2 separate regions of the Mus musculus genome follow, and region 2 is linked to region 1. Evidence: chromatin contacts called from public HiChIP or PLAC-seq data. All regions are on one chromosome and are shown on one strand. The core of a region is the stretch at or near the end of the contact, and the rest is flanking DNA. Distances in the headings are between cores, read along the strand shown. Region 1 holds the start of Rab5c (RAB5C, member RAS oncogene family). Region 2 overlaps Stat5a (signal transducer and activator of transcription 5A).

Region 1 (4,154 bases), core at 608-3,107:
AAATACCAGGAATTTTCTTACCCTCCTGAATAAGGAACTCTTCTTTCCTGGATAGGTATTTGATATTAAGCTAGGTATAGTGTTGTTATAGTGGGCAGGTCGGTGGAGAAAAGAGCTGGTCACCAGTTAAGAACCTGCTAAGAATTCACTCTCCCAAGCTCTGTCTTCTCTTAGCTTACATTTCTGTGTAGGTCTGTGCATGTCATATGGTGCATATGTTGTAGGAAACTGGCACCTTGGTGATAAAGATGAAATTGGATGTGGGCACAGCTTTGTGGCAGGCTGTCCCAGACAGGTCTATTCTTCAGCTCAAACTTTCAGGGTATGACTGATGCTGTTCCATGCCCTAGGCATTACATGGTCTCTGGGGGTGGGCTTTGATTTTATAAAAGTTTTGAGTAGTATCCCCGGGAGAGAGATGCAGAAAGAGGCCAGTGTTGGAGGATGAGGTTAAACAGAAGTGGTCCTAATTCATGCCGGGCGTGGTGGCGCATGCCTTTAGTCCCAGCGCTAGGGAGGCAGAGGCAGGAGGATTTCTGAGTTCGAGGACAGCCTGGTCTACAAAGTGAGTTCCAGGACAGCTAGGGCTACACAGAGACACCCTGTCTCGAAAAACAAAAAACAAAAAACAAACAAACAAAAAGTGGTCCTAATTCATACAGAAGGAATTAGAAGCAACAGAAACAGAACTGACCTGTGGTAGAAGGGTTAGTGGTTTTCATCTATAGTGACGGGTAGAGAGAACACAGGTAGTCTTTGAAGGAGCGCTAATTCTGACTGGGGGCAGAGTGAGGGAGATGAGGGGGTCTGGTATATTTGGGAACAGAGCCTAAGAAAGAAAGCTTAGTCTGTCGTGGTGGTTGCACATGTGTTTAATCCCAGCACTCCAGAAGTAGAGGCAGGAGGATCTCTGTGAATTCAAATACAACCCATCTACAAAGTAAGTTCCAGGCCAATCAGGACTACATAGTGAGAGCCCATGTGAAAGGAAGAGAGAGTGAGAGCAACCCTTGGCAGCAGCAGGTCTCCTTTTCAACCATTTAGTATCCTCTAGACAACTCCTTCTTTTAAAAAAAAAAAATTACATTTCTTCAAGTATTTAGCGGGAGGGAGGGTGGATGGGTGGTTGTCAAAAGACAACTAGTGGGAGTCTGTCTTACTCCATGTGAGTCCTGGGCACGGCACTCAGTCAGGCTTGGCTGCAAGCATCTTCACCTGTCGAGCCGTTTCGCTAGCCCCCAGAGAGCCCATTCTATAGAGCTCTCAGAGATTTCATCACCTTTTTTTTTTCTTTCTTTTTTCTTTTTCTTTTCTTTTCTTTTTTTTTTTTTTTTTTAAGCCAGGATCTTACTACATAACCCTAGCTGTTACTCACAGAGATCTGCAAGCCTCTGCCTTCGGATCGAGCCATTACACCTGACTCCATCGCCTTTCCTATAATAGAATGTCCTCAACAATCAGCCTCCTGGGCGGGCTTGGCTTCTCCAAGTTGCCGAGGGCACACGACCGGTCTGCGCGGCTACGTGAACATCATATTTTTCCTTTCTCAATTCTGCATGAACAGCCCTCTGTCTGCTCTCTTGGAAAGCTCAGCCACACGCCTTCCCTCGCGGCACTTGGAACTGGCAGTGACGCGATAAGCAGGCCTGGACCGGCTCCGCCCCACCGGCAGCCGGTTCCACCCAAAACCCAAGTGCCAGGCAGCCCCCGGCTCCTCCCTGTGCGGAGAACTACAAGTCCCGCCATCCCTCGCGCGCACTCTCCCTCCTTTCCCGCGTTGATTGTGGGTAGGATCGGAGTGTCTCCCATTGGTCTGTTCTTTCTGTCAGTCACCTGGGAATATAGAGAGGCGGGGCAGAGCTGAAGATCCGGATCCGGAGCGGCTGAAAGGCGGAAGTGGAGGCCGGAGCCTGGGACACCGCCGGGGGTGGGGGGGAGAGGAGCGGAGTCTGTGGAAGCCCCGGCCCAAAGTAACGCTGCTGCCCGGAGCCGCGGTGAGTGTGCCTGTCCCAGGGCCAGTGTCTCACTTGTGTGGTAGCCTCCCTGGGGTACCCTTTCCTCCTGCCCAACCTTAGCTTAGGGGGACACTGACCCCTCCCCCGACCCGTAGCCCCCTCTTAGGGGCTCACCAGGGCGTCAGGCCAAAGGGGGAGCTCCTCTTTCCTTCGCTAACCTGTCCTTCGGGAGCCTTTGGGAGTCTTTTGAGGCTCTCCTCTGGCCTGTCCAGTCCACTTGTGGGAGAGAGGGACTCTTAAGTTCCGCTCCCCACCCCCTCAGCTTTCAAAATCAAAGAGTCTTTACCAGGTGCGAAGGAACCTGTCCCCCTTCTCTTTTAGAGGTGACGGAGAGTGCTGTCTCTCCTGGTTTTCCTTTCCTGTGTTCTACGCCTCCCACTCCCCAATCCCAACCAAAAACCCAGTTGTCCCCCTGCAGCCCTGAAATTATCTTTATCTCGATTTCCTTTCGGAGATGCGGGGATGGGGGGGGGGGGATGTCGGAATGAGAGTGTTGTACACGCACAGAAGTGTTTTTGCGCGCTTACAGTTCCTTACTTCCTCTTGAGCTTACGAGGACCTCAGCAGAGTTTGAATTCTGGGTCACTTAGACGGAATGGCAGCCTTCTCCTTGGACTGCACGTTATGCCCCCAGCCCTGTCTTAAGTTCTCTCAGTGTGTGTTCGTCTTCCTGCCTCTAAAGAATTTAGCTGAGCTCTGCTCAATCCTAGGGACAGATCACAGATCAGGGAGGATCTGCCCATTCATTATCTTCTGTCTCCCCTCCTCCTTCCCCCCTGCTTCAGGCCCAGCCCTGTCCTTCCAGAGCATGTGAGTGGTTTCCTTAGAGAGACTGCTGCCTGCTTATCTATAGGGGTGGAGAATAGACCAAATAGGAGTAGTGTGAAATTGAGGCACCATCTCTTAACCACCCTGAATCACACACCACTATACACTTGAGCAACAGGTCCATTCCTCACCAGAGTCTCCACTCCCCTCTTGGCTTGGACTTTTTCACAGAGCAGTTAGTCCACATCACCGTGGCAGGTATAGTTTTCGTCCGTAAAGGAATTGCTTATGTGTGCTGGAAAGTGCCAGTTCCCCTACTGTATTGACACAGGATTCTTGTGTTTTCCTTGGGACTTAAGTGTGTGAAATGGCTGGTATCTCTGACCAAGCTGGAAGGTTCTCTTGTTATGCGGCCAAAGTACAGGTTAGAGACTGCCTTCCTGAGGAGTAGCCTGATTCTGAAGCCACAGCTGACCCTTGCTGTCTTGCAGTGGAGGAAGAGTGGGAAAGCCATTCAGTCCTTGGGCATCTCTGATCAACTTTTTTTTTTTTGGTTTTTTGAGATCTGATCAACTTAAGATGCTTTTCTTACTACACAAAGGCTAAACATTTTGCTTTGAGATCTTTCCAACCTACTTCTGGACAGTTTCCGGTGTTCAGTCAGTATAACAATCAATCAATCCTCTCTCTCTCTCTCTCTCTCTCTCTCTCTCTCTCTCTGTGGGCTCAGAGATTCAGCTAGCCTAGTTTCTCTGATCTGTTCAACATGTGCCTCTGAGGGAGAGGGCCAGTGACCCCTGCCTGTTTACAGGGATTGGTTTCTGCTAGACTTACCTTCCAAGGAGTGGATTGTGATTCCTGGGGTTCTAGCTGAAGCAAGGGAACCTTCTAATGGGCGTTTCTGGCATTTGTCCGGACATCTTTCCAGCTCTGACTCCAAAGCGCCCTTTTGCGGAGAAGCTGTCTGTGAGACAGGAGGCACTAGAGTTCTGCATGGTTCTGCAGCCACTTCTGGCTTTCAGAAATTGTAGCGGCCCAGCAGAAGTCCGTTGCTGATCTGCCGGGCTAGGGAGGGCACTCCAGAGAGGAAGTCCCTCCTCTCTAAGGCTGTTCTCCACCTCCCCTCTTGCTTCTCACACCTCGTTGGCCTTTCTGCCTGTTCACTCCTGGAGGAGGGCAAGAGCTCGTGAAGATAGAAAGCCCCCAGAGTGCTCTCAGTGCCTATTCCTCACAAGTGTCCTGGAGATGGTGGTATTTGTATGCCCACCTTGAGACGGTTCCCCCCAAGCATACAGTTAGAAGTGGTCAGACGCTGTGCTTGCAGCGTGGCTTCGGGTGTAGCTTTGTCTTTTCTAAAAGCAGGCTCCCCTG
Region 2 (4,154 bases), core at 702-3,201, 140 kb before region 1:
GAGGTAGAAGAGGACAGAGAGGTATCGGGAGCCCCAGAGCTGGCTCTGGACACTTACTCAGGGACCACTTGCTTGATCTGTGGCTTCACGTATCCGTCAACTGCTTTCGCTGCCGGGCAGGGGTGGGGGTAGGGGGGAAGCGCAATGAGCACAACTTGCCCTCAGCCTCCTGCCCACGCTGCCTGGAGCTTTCTGAGGGATGCGATTTCCCTAGGACTTCCGATAAACCCCTGCTAATGGACCCAGCGTGAGGGACCACTGAGATCCCTGGCTTCCTTCAACCCTATCCTCTCTCCTGGTTTCTTTCCTGACCATTTGCATGCCTGCCAAGGAAACGGCTTCAACAAAATACAAACCCCACCAATGGACCAGGAAGATAATTTAACTTGGGGCGGGTTGTGGGGGTCGCGAAAGTGCTGAGAGCTGCTGGTTAGAGGGGCAGAAAAGTAACTCTTCATGGGCGTGGCCCCAGCTCCTCCCTTGGCTCTCGCCTCTTCCTTGGTGGGTGTAGAATTGAGAGAAGCTTTCTGCTCAGGAGAGAAGCAAGCTGGGGCAGGTTTCCCTTTCTCTCTCCTCAGGTGTACCCTGAAATCCTCCATGCTGAGACCCAAAGCCCATAAAGGAGATGGCCCCGGCCAGCCCTCCTGGAAGCGGGACTCACCAAGTACAGGAGTGTAATACTTGGCAAAGACCTCGTCCTTGGGTCGGTCTGGGAACACGTAGATAAGGTAGTTCAGGTCCCCCAGCCGGTCGGCCAGGGACCGAATGGAGAAATCTCGCGTCGTGAATGGCTTCAGATTCCAGAGGTTTCGGTCCGCTGCAAAAGGAGCAATTTGTTCCAAAAGCGCCCAGTCCCAGAGGATCATGGGATTTTAGGAAGAACTGCTTTAAAAAAATTCAGAGCCTTTCTCAGCATGACCTGCAACCCTCGCCTTCCTCCTTCCTCACTCAAGGAAGCTCATGCTGGAACATTCTACTCAGCAAACAGCATGGAAGGGGTGAGGACGGCATGAAACTTGAGGGTCTCACCAGGTGTCTGCTGTCTGTGAAGTCAGTGGTTTTCGGTTCTTGGAGACCAAAAGTCATGTGGAGCCATTTCCCTTCCCACGCCTCCCATACTTTAAGCTCATTTCCTGCCTCTACCGGAAGTGGGAGCTGGCTAACGACAGGGGTGCTGATGGATACGGGAGTGAAGAGATGGAAGACAAGAACTCAAGGGGTTGGAGTGTGAGCAAGATGGGAACTCACGAGAGTCAAACTTCCAAGCAATGGTGATGCCCCCGATTTCCGAGTCACTGAAGCGCAGCAGGAAGGTCCCGTCCGGCTTGTTGATGAGCAGGTCGTGGGCCTGTTGCTTGTTCACGAAACCCAGGATAGCCCTGGGCGGGTGGTACATGGGGCGTCATTGCTGGGTAGGCAGGCACCATTCACAGAGCCTTCTACCCACAGCAGGCCCCCAGGGTCCTGATTCTTACCCATCATTCCAATGGGGCTTATGGTGCTTCTTCAGCACCTCCATCACCCCGTCGAACCACTGCCAGAAGGTGTAGTTCCAGCCGGGCAAGTTCTCCTGTGAGCGCCAGGAAACCCCACGTCACAGCAGCTCCCACCACGCCTGCTCCCAACTGCTCAGCAGAGCATGAACTGACCCCCCCCCGCAACCCCCCCCACACACACACTCAAGTCTTCAAGTTTCTATACATGGGGCTATCCTGTGAGTGGGGCAGAAGCTAAGAAGAGTTGTCTGTGCTGGCCAGATCCACCGAGATCATTTCATGAATAGATGGAGAAATGGAGGCACCAAAGGCCTCAAAATTAATGGCGGGCTCGTGAGTAGATCTCAGCTCAGGGCTCCCCTTATCATCCTGCTTCGGGTCACATGGCTGAACTTGATGCCTCGTGGTCCCTGTTTGCATTTCTGTGGTCTAAGTGTCAACCCCTCCTGATTATGGGGAGTGTGGTTGGGAGTGGAGGATGGGCTGCTAGCCTCAAGACGGCAGATAGCTAGCTCTGGTGGCCAGCCTCTCACCCGGTTGAACTGGGACCAGGACACAGACATGCTGTTGTAGTCCTCGAGGTGGTTGCTGCTGATGTTGAACAGTTTCTGTGCCAGGAACACGAGGTTCTCTTTGGTCAAGCCCCGGTTGCTCTGTACTTCAGCCTTGAATTTCATGTTGAGCGCTTCACACAGCTGCGGCCACAGCACCTTGTCAGGCACAGCAAATGGCACCCTGCCCTGAGAGGGAGAGGAAAAAAAAAGATAAGAAAGGGAAGACTGAGGGAGCTGGAAATGTGTATACACACACACACCCCTGAGATATGCTTGAAACCTAGCTAGACCCTTAGGACCTGCCAGCCAATGGGACAGGCACTCGCCTCACCCTGCCCGCCTCACTGTCTGGCTCAGCTCTGGGGCCTAACCTGAGGACAATTGTAGGGCTTACAGGCCAAGGGAGTGAACCCAGAAGAACTCACCGGCTCAGCAAAGGCATTGTCCCACAGCACGGTGGCAGTAGCATTGTGGTCCTGGCTGCCATGGACGATAACGACCACAGGGAGGGACAGGGTCTATGGAGGTCAGAGAGTAAGGGTTGAAGGTTTTCAACACAGTGTGCCCTGTGCAGGAGAATTGAGACCCCTGACCCTTATCGCAAACCCACTGTTCAACCACAGACCCTTCCAACCGTTCTAAACATGAGCAAAGCCCAGGCAGCGTGTGCGAGGCTTGTTGGCTTATGCTTAGTGTCCCAGTGTCGGGAAGATGGAGGCAGGGCTGTGGAGTCAAGGCTAGGTTAGTCTATATAGCACGACTTTGGTCTAAAGCAAAACTACAGAGCCCCAAGGGTATATTTCTTTTTAGCCTATTGCCCAAGTAATTGCTGAACCCAGCCGTCAGGAGCCTGCAAATCTACAGAGGTTCACGGGGTAACTGGGCTGAGGCAAGAGCACTCAGAGCTCTATCATTTGTTTTTCCTTGTTTTTCAAGATGGGGTTTCTCTTTGTAGCCCTGACAGTCCTGAAACTCACTCTGTAGAGCAGGCTGGCCTCAAACTCAGAAATCCACCTGCTTCTGCCTCTGAGATCAAAGATATGCACCACTACTGAATGGCTTTGATATTTTATATTTTATGTGGGTTTTTTTGTTGTTGTGTTATTTTGTAAACAGGGTCTCATGTATCCCAGGCTGGTTGTGAATTCCCTATGTAAGGATGAACTGCTCCTCTGACCTATATCTCTGGGGTTACAATCGTGCACCACTATTCCTGGGTTTTGTTTTGTTTTGTTTTGTTTTGTTTTGTTTTGATGGTGCTGAGGAACAAAACTAGGGTTTCCAGCTTGCTAAGCAGACACTCTACCAACTGAGGTAGATTCCCTAACCTGCTTTCTAAATTGTATTTTATTTTTTATTATTACAAGTGTGTGTGTGTGTGTGTGTGTGTGTGTGTGTGAGAGAGAGAGAGAGAGAGAGAGAGAGAGCATATTGCTCTAGCATGCATGGGGGCATCAAAGGACAATTCTTCTATTTTCACCGTCTGCTGTATGCTCTAGGGATCAAATTCAAGATCTCAGGACCATAAAGCAGGAGCTTGCACCAGCGAGGCCATCTTGCAAGTACCACATTTTTGTTTCTAAAGATTTCTCATGTGCATGCATGTGCCCAAATGCCTGGATTTGCAGACCACATCCAGAAAGGTGACTGTGGAGGCCAGAGAGGCCGTCGAATCCCCTGCAACTGGAGTTATAGGTGGGTGTGAGCCATCCAGTGTAGGATCTGAGAACAGAACCTGGGTCCTCTGCAAGAACAGCAAATGCTCTTAGGTGCTGCTGAAACAGTCTCCAGCTCTTTTTTTGTTTTGTTTTAAAGATTTATTTATTTTTATTTTATGTATATGGGTGTTTTATCCTCATGTGTATATATATATATATATATGTATATGTATATGTATATGTATATATATACATATATATATATGTATATGTATATATATACATATATATATATACATACGTACATATATATATATGTGTGTGTGTGTGTGTGTGTGTGTGTGTGTGTGTGTGTATGTATGTATGTATGTATGTATGTATATCCCATATTCATGCAGTGCTCATAGAGGCCAGAAGAGGGTATTGGATCCCCAGGGACCAGAGTT

What was found. HiChIP or PLAC-seq counts read pairs in DNA pulled down with a chosen protein or histone mark.
Region 2: a contact with region 1 is called in an H3K4me3 HiChIP or PLAC-seq map of the SCID.adh cell line, with 19 read pairs. The contact joins the enhancer-like site here to the promoter of Rab5c in region 1. A contact is called at or near these places in 7 of 39 promoter capture datasets (the 3T3-L1 cell line, the HPC-7 cell line, HPC-7-derived erythroid cells and 4 more), 1 of 15 datasets of contacts at CTCF or cohesin (the NIH/3T3 cell line), 10 of 484 Hi-C or Micro-C datasets (B cells, the G1E-ER4 cell line, the HPC-7 cell line and 6 more), 16 of 115 datasets of contacts at active chromatin or transcription factors (the 230-238 cell line, CD8 T cells, the HPC-7 cell line and 11 more) and 3 of 9 other capture datasets (adipose tissue, liver and pancreatic islet).

The regions. Positions count from the first base shown.
Region 1 is chr11:100,735,918-100,740,071 of GRCm38.p6, reverse strand. It overlaps Rab5c (RAB5C, member RAS oncogene family), which reads left to right and starts at 1,857. Exons shown (of 6, transcript NM_024456.5): 1 at 1,857-1,994.
Region 2 is chr11:100,877,693-100,881,846 of GRCm38.p6, reverse strand. Stat5a (signal transducer and activator of transcription 5A) reads right to left here. Exons shown (of 20, transcript NM_011488.3): 13 at 2,476-2,568; 14 at 2,030-2,236; 15 at 1,476-1,570; 16 at 1,249-1,379; 17 at 662-817; 18 at 58-109. Among named protein-coding and RNA genes, the nearest start is that of Stat5a, 20 kb to the right of the region's middle. Within about 2 kb of position 1,951, at least 16 of the 459 cell types and tissues checked have an H3K27ac peak or open chromatin away from gene starts, as enhancers often do. A contact at or near this core is called in the P5424 cell line and the SCID.adh cell line, where this site is marked.